Linked DNA regions of Rattus norvegicus: region 2 is linked to region 1. Evidence: chromatin contacts called from public Hi-C data. All regions are on one chromosome and are shown on one strand. The core of a region is the stretch at or near the end of the contact, and the rest is flanking DNA. Distances in the headings are between cores, read along the strand shown. Region 1 holds the start of Bpnt2 (3'(2'), 5'-bisphosphate nucleotidase 2). Region 2 holds the start of Ubxn2b (UBX domain protein 2B).

What was found. A called contact is a pair of places that touch in the nucleus more often than the background predicts.
Region 2: a contact with region 1 is called in a Hi-C map of liver, with 3 times the contacts expected there. The contact joins the promoter of Ubxn2b here to the promoter of Bpnt2 in region 1. A contact is called at or near these places in 1 of 12 Hi-C or Micro-C datasets (liver) and 1 of 1 datasets of contacts at active chromatin or transcription factors (oligodendrocytes).

Annotation. Positions count from the first base shown.
Region 1 is chr5:22,598,791-22,602,182 of GRCr8, forward strand. Bpnt2 (3'(2'), 5'-bisphosphate nucleotidase 2) reads right to left here and starts at 1,336. Exons shown (of 5, transcript NM_001008772.3): 1 at 738-1,336. The coding sequence starts at 1,118.
Region 2 is chr5:24,099,274-24,102,512 of GRCr8, forward strand. Ubxn2b (UBX domain protein 2B) reads left to right here and starts at 1,943. Exons shown (of 8, transcript NM_001107905.1): 1 at 1,943-2,051. The coding sequence starts at 1,968. LOC134478926 (a long non-coding RNA gene) reads right to left here and starts at 1,917. Exons shown (of 3, transcript XR_010051695.1): 1 at 1,715-1,917; 2 at 1,382-1,589. It overlaps LOC134478927 (a long non-coding RNA gene), which reads left to right and starts at 656. Exons shown (of 2, transcript XR_010051696.1): 1 at 656-782; 2 at 1,390-1,743.

The DNA of each region.
Region 1 (3,392 bases), core at 86-2,585:
AATTCTAGTTGAAGCTTAGTTCTAGGTCCGCCTGGCCTACTTAAAAGAACCCACAAGAAAGCAAGGTTGTAAGAGAACACGCGCGAGCGCAAACACACGAAAAAGAAAAAGCAGCCGTAGTGAAAGGATTCCGAGAGGGGGGAAAAAGCTTAGATTAAGACAATGACAACTCCTATCCAAGAAACGTACCACAGAAAAAGGTAGATGTTACTAATTTTGAGTGCGAGGGCGCACCGAAGTGAAATTGTGAGAAAGCATTAACTCCAAATCTTTCCTTGAAAGGTAGCCCAAACTGCACAGCATTTATAAACAGAGTCTTGCTCCAACTACAGCTTCAGCAATTCATGATCACATCCCCTTCCTCCCGTTGGTCTGGCACACTAAAGATTTCTACAGGCCCTGCCCTTCTAAGTGGCCAGATCGAATGCCAGACAGATAACCTGGACTCAACAGCCACGACCACATCAAGGCAAGTCCTAGGAGAACACAAAGGTCCAAGGGGTTCAATCCCTTCATTTAGAAAGCAGCCGGTTAGAGATGTGTGGTCCGCCAGCATCCCGGCACCAAAGCCCTTCCACACCCGCCCGCCCACAAACAGGGAGAGGAGGAGGAGCGTGGCCCCGAGTGGAAAAGCCACAAGCTCCCCCAGTCCGCGTGTGCATGACCTTGCACACATTACGTCGGTGTCTCGGAACCCGGCTCAGCAGGTCCGACCGCGCTCGCGACCCAGCACCTACCTGCACGTTGGGGAAGGCCGTCTTGAGCAGGTAAAACATCTTGCGGTTGGACAGCACGTCGCCGCTGGTCATCTTATCCTCGGCGCCCTCGCGCGTCTTCCCCTTGGACTTCTCGTGGAGGACATTGCTCTCGCGGACTCGTCTCACCTCGTCGCCGCCGCGCTCCGCCGCCAGCACTGCCACCGCCAGCATCTCCCGCAGGTCCACCGTGCCCCCGTCGACCGCCACCTCGGCCGCCCCTCCCGCCGGCTCGCCGCCCAGGCCGAAGAGGCTGAAGCGGCCGGCCAGGAAGCCCGAGTAGAGATGGTAGAGCACCCCGAGCCCCAGCAGGAAAAATACGGCCACCCCCAGCGGGGACAGGCGGATGCCCATGGGGGCCATGGCGCGCGACTGGCGCTAAGGCCGCCTTAGGCCGGCCCCAGAATCCGCTACAACGGCGCCCGATTCCCGGCGCCTTCCCGCGCCATCACCGCCCCGGGAAAGCCGCGCCGCCGCTGCCGCCGCCCCGCGGGCCCCGTACCCCACACCCCTGCTTTACAGCAGCCAGCAGCTGGCGGCTCGGCCTTCCGCGTAGGCCAACGGTTGGCTGTGAGGTGAAAGGGGAGCTAGAGTGTATATCCGGGTTAAGAGACCGAGGGAGGGGAGAGGAGGCGGAGACTGTCCAAACAGGCCCCTCCCGGGGGCGGCCCCATAATTGGGGGCGGGGCCTGGGCGCTGTTGCTGGCCTGGGTTCTAGGAGGTGGCTTAAGACCACGTGGCTTTTTGCGGCAAGTCGGTCTCTTGTGCCACTATATGTGTTTGAAATAGAGCCACAGTGACAGTGCCTTTCTATCACTCTGATCGTTCAAAAGAGAACGACGAGGCATTTAAAAACGAACCAATTTGAGCCTCCCCCATGGCCCAGAGTACTTGGGTCTTGAAGCTTTAAGTCACTTTTCCTTTGGCTACAAGCTGGGAGGGGCTGACATTAACAAAGGAATGTCACGTGGTTCTTCCTTTCACTGGCCTTGTGATGGATGGTCTAAGCCAGCATTTCTCAACCTGTGGGTTGAGACCTCTTTGGGGTTAGACAAATAGTAGATGTCTACATTGATATTTATAATAGCAGCAAAATTACGGTTATGAAATAGCAACAAAAATAATTTTATGTATGGTTACTACATGAGGAACAGTATTAGATGAACGCAGGATTAAGAAGGCTGAGAACCGCTAGTCTCAAGGGTTATGTGTTGATGGGTAGATTATTCTTTGTCTAAACTTGACATGCTCTGTGAAGCTGTGAACCTGGGTTAACTAACCCTGAGTTTAACTAGGAAAAACACTTCAAGGATTCTCTCCTTTTCATGGAGACTTTGGCCCTACACTCAGTGCAGAGGTTAAGGCAGAAGAATTGGGGGACCAGGATCACTTGATTTAAAGTACGACTAGATTACATCATTGCGAGGCAATAAATGTCCGCCAAATGTGGTATATTACAGATGCATTGGAGAGTAGATAGCTGTCATCTACAATACTACAGATCATTAATAACAAATTCTAAATTTCAGTAACTCCTAAATACTCAGAAGTTTCTCTTCATTTTTAAAAGAAGCATGCATGATGTTATACTAACTAGCCAGATATACTAACTTATGCCTATAAACCGAAGATTCAGGAAACAGGCAGAAGGACTGATACAAATTTTAGGCTACCCCGAGCCACATAAAAGTTCTAGGCCAGCTTGGATTAAAGATTGAGATTGAGCTCAAAAACAAAAAAATACATGAAAAAAAAAATACAACCCCTACATGTTGAAGTTTTTTCATTAAATCAATAAAAGACAACCTATTTTGCCACTCTGTTTAAAAACATAGGTTTAAGATATATTTTAATATTAATCACCGTAAGAACTACAAGTATCCAAAGTTGTAGATGTCCATTGCTTGTTGTCGAGTGAGGCTTGACCTTTAGGTTTGTGTACCGACTGGGCACCTCTAGCATTTACCTAGAGTTAGATTGCACTGTTTTCTCTGCCTGCTAACGATAACCAGCTTAAACGTAAAGGCCATCAAACGCCCAGGTGACTCAGAAAAAAGTAAGTCTCTCAATCCTTGACAGCAGCAGAGCCTGAGGAGCCAGCATGATGCCATATAGTCTAACATCACAGTCAAACCCCTTACTTTCCAAGCAGATCTGGAAGTGAGGTCATAGAGGGCTACCCACCCCAGCATGAAGAGGAAGCCCGAGCTCAGGTCTACCTGGCTAGACTACCTCAAGCTGAGACCAAACAATCAACCAAAAACAACCCTGAGAGGCGTGATGGGCAGGAAAAGCTCAAAAGCGAGAAGTCTGCAGATGTGTATCAGTATAAATTGAACGATCCTTTGCAGGAATTTTAGAACGAATTTAGGGGTGTATTCACTGGGGCACTGTCTATTGTATTGGTGGGAGTAACTGGAAGAGGCCACAAGAGGTGCTTGAGCGTCTCTGCCCCAGAGAAGGTATTTGTGACCCAAGGAAGGAAAAAAAGACCAAGACACAGAAAGGAGTTTAAAAACAGTTGCTAGAAGTGGTACTTCAGAATGGGTTGATAACTGATAACAGAATAATAAGAGAAAGTATAAGCAGAAGAAACTATTTAACTGCATATAGCGTGTTCGGGGTGGGGTGCTAAAG
Region 2 (3,239 bases), core at 693-3,192, 1.5 Mb after region 1:
GCTCAGATGATATTTACATTTGAGCTAACAAAAAGCTCAAGGTAAACTCAGCCGAGGAATGTGTGGCCTTCCTTTTATCTTGGCCATCCTGATGAGCCCTCTGAAACAGTGATCACAGGACTCTGCTTATAGCCTTGTTTGTTCCTTGACATAGAACTGCCCTTATCATTTGCCTGTACTTAGAATGATATAAAAGCAGGCTGGAGAAAAATAAGTCCGCCTCAGCCTCAGCGCTGGCTGGAGTCATGTTATAGAGTCGTTTAATTGTCTTTTTCCTTTCAGTCCTCACACCCTCCCTTGAGACCTGGTTGGCTGACTGAGCCGGCTTGGTCAATTAACCTGGTGTACCTGTGGAGCTTGCGAATGTCGTTATATCCTGGCAACTACCACTGCCGTTAGTTGTATTCTATTTCTGACAAAGGTATAACAGTCTAATGGCTCTTGATAAAACCATCACAGTCTCAGTCTTGCTGTGGCCCCTCCAACTGGACTGATTTTCATTAGTCAAGGTCGCATCTGATGACCTTGGCCCAGGAAGTAAGCATGGCTGCTTACACTCTAGAATCTAACTTAAGCCTACATCTCTAGTCTAGGTCTCTTACTGACTGCCTCATCATTGCTTATAAACATAATCATTTCTAAACACCCATGTAGTGTTTTGCTGGCATGGCTAAGATAGTCCCCATTATCTGTCTTAGAACATATTTGTGACCTCTTACTCATGGTCATTCCTGGCACAACAACTGTGGAAAATACTTCTCCTTCAAGGTCCAACATTGAAGGTATTGGCTCTCTGGGGTATTTTCTTGTCAAAAAAGTGATGGGAACTTTTAAGGCAGAATGTATATTAAGAATATCAAGACAGCAATGCAAGGTTTGGTAACGTGTACTGCTAGTTTCTAGTTTAATTATCATTTGACTTACTCAAGTACAACACTGCATATTCAGCAATTCAAGTGGAAGACTCTAAACTGAGGAGAGGGACCATCGTCCTTTGCCCTCTGAGTCTCAAGCTGGGCCTGAGAAAGAAACTGAACTAAAACAGATTTACAGGAGAAAAGGGCACAAATTTTATTTTTAAAAAAATTATGTGATTAGTGTCTTCATAGGAACGTGAAAGCCTATGTGGGTGTATCATACTGTTGGCAATCAAGAAAAGTAGCTAAGATGTGGTAAACAGACCTCTCAGATTCATCTTCTCTAGCTTGTAAAAGTTGTTGTTTTTGAAGTGCCTGGGATTCAAAGAACAGCCAAGGCAGCAGGCTGTAGGCTCCCACCTAGCATGGTGCACACAACAGCCACCAAGAGAGTATTCTCCATTCACATACAGGCCTCGCATAGTACTCTCTGCAAACCTTATTTACAAATTGTTCTCTGTTACCTGTTTAGCTTATAATTTCATAAAGACCCAGACTTCCTTTTTCTTGGGAGGCAACTCTTGGAGGTGTGTCTGGAATAAGACGAGAGTTAAATCAATCCTGGCGGAAAAGAAGATGGCTTAAGAGTCTCCTTTCTTGTTGCCAAAAGCTTTACTGTGTTTCCTGTCTTCAATATGGATCCACTCAGAAGGACTAATTTGCAATCCAATCCTGGATAAGGGAAAATGAGAGATAAGGGGAAATGAACGGTGAAGTTGCAATGTTCATCTGTTAAGATATTGCACTATTTAGTTAAATAAACTTGGAAGACAATGCTGCACTCTACGGCAACCTACAGCATCTCCCAGCGAGTTGCATGGTGACTGCAGACAGATCTCTAAAAAGGGGAAACGGGTGAGTCGGAACCCTACAGCTAGAGCCCACGGGGTGGTGGGGGAAGGAGACGGGAGAAATCTAGCGAACAAGGCACAGCTCCGCCCCCTCTCCAAGGAGGTGGGAGTCACCAAGTGGCACTGCCCCTCCCACAGTCGCTAAGCAACCAGCCCCGGAAGTCGCGGGTCCGGGGCGGGCGCCGCGAGCGGGTGAAAGATGGCGGAGGGTGGCGGCGCGGAGCCGGAGGAGCAGGAGCGGAGGTCCTCGAGGCCGCGGCCCCCGAGTGCGCGGGACTTACAGGTGCGGAGGCACAGAGCGCGGCGGTGGGCGAGAGGGTGTGGGCATGGTGGGCGCGGGCCAGAGCCACTTTGTACCTCGCCTGAGCCTTTCCTTGACCCTGTCTGCGGAGAACTGGAGGGTCTCTCCCGGAGGCGCATTGCGGGGTGGTGCGTGTGGAAACCAGTGCCCTAGCCTCAGGCGGCCATACAGGGTTTCCCTTCACGCAGGATGCACAAAGCAGAAAATGTCATTTTGCGGAGCCATCAGGGTGGCTCCCAGTTGTTGCTGCCTGCATCTGGAGAGTTTCTGTGGCCAGTGGTCAATCAGCTATCACTTAAAAAAGTAACTTTAAAATAACGCATGCAGGTTTGTTCTCTTAGATCCTTTTTTTTTTTCCACATTTGGTGACTTATAGATTAAAAGCGCTTTCTTCCTTTCTTAGGAAAAAGCTTGCGTTTTTTGCAGGGGAGAGCTTAAAACAGTTCAGGCGTTGGTCACAGCCCACTTGTAAGAGGTAGCCCACAAAACAACTTAACAGAAATAAAACTCAGCAACGTTATGATGCTGACATTCGTCAGCTGAACACTTCTCCACCGGATGCTGTCTTATCAGATGCTTTTTCCATCTCCTCATGAAATCATTGATAAAATCCAACAATTAAACGTATATTACGGGTTAGAGTTGAGAATAAATGAGCCTGAATTCACAAACCTTGACAGAACATTTTTAATAGCTGGTCTTCATTCTTTAACCAGATGTACTGACCACTTGCCATTTTAACTTTGCACTGAGGGGAATTAGTATATAAATAAAACATCAAATCCATAAGTATTAATGGATACTGTTGTAAGCAATTACATTTTGGGAAAGGTCACAGATTTGAAACAGACCAAACCAATGCAAAGTTATAATGGTACTAATTGAGCACTGGTTGGTTTCAGGTGACCCTGGAGCCAGTTAGCTAGCTGTCTTAGAGTTACATCACTGTGATGAAACACCATGACCAAAGCAACTTGAGGAAGGGAGACTCACGCTTCCACATCATGGTTCATCGTCAGAAAAGGAAGTCAGAGCAGGAACCTGGAGACAGTAGCTGATGAAGAGGCCATGGAGGGGTTCTACTTACTGGTTTGCTCCCCGTGGCTTCTTCAGCCTGCTTATAGAAGCCAGGACTCACAGCCCAAGTGTGGCACCACCCATAATGGGCTT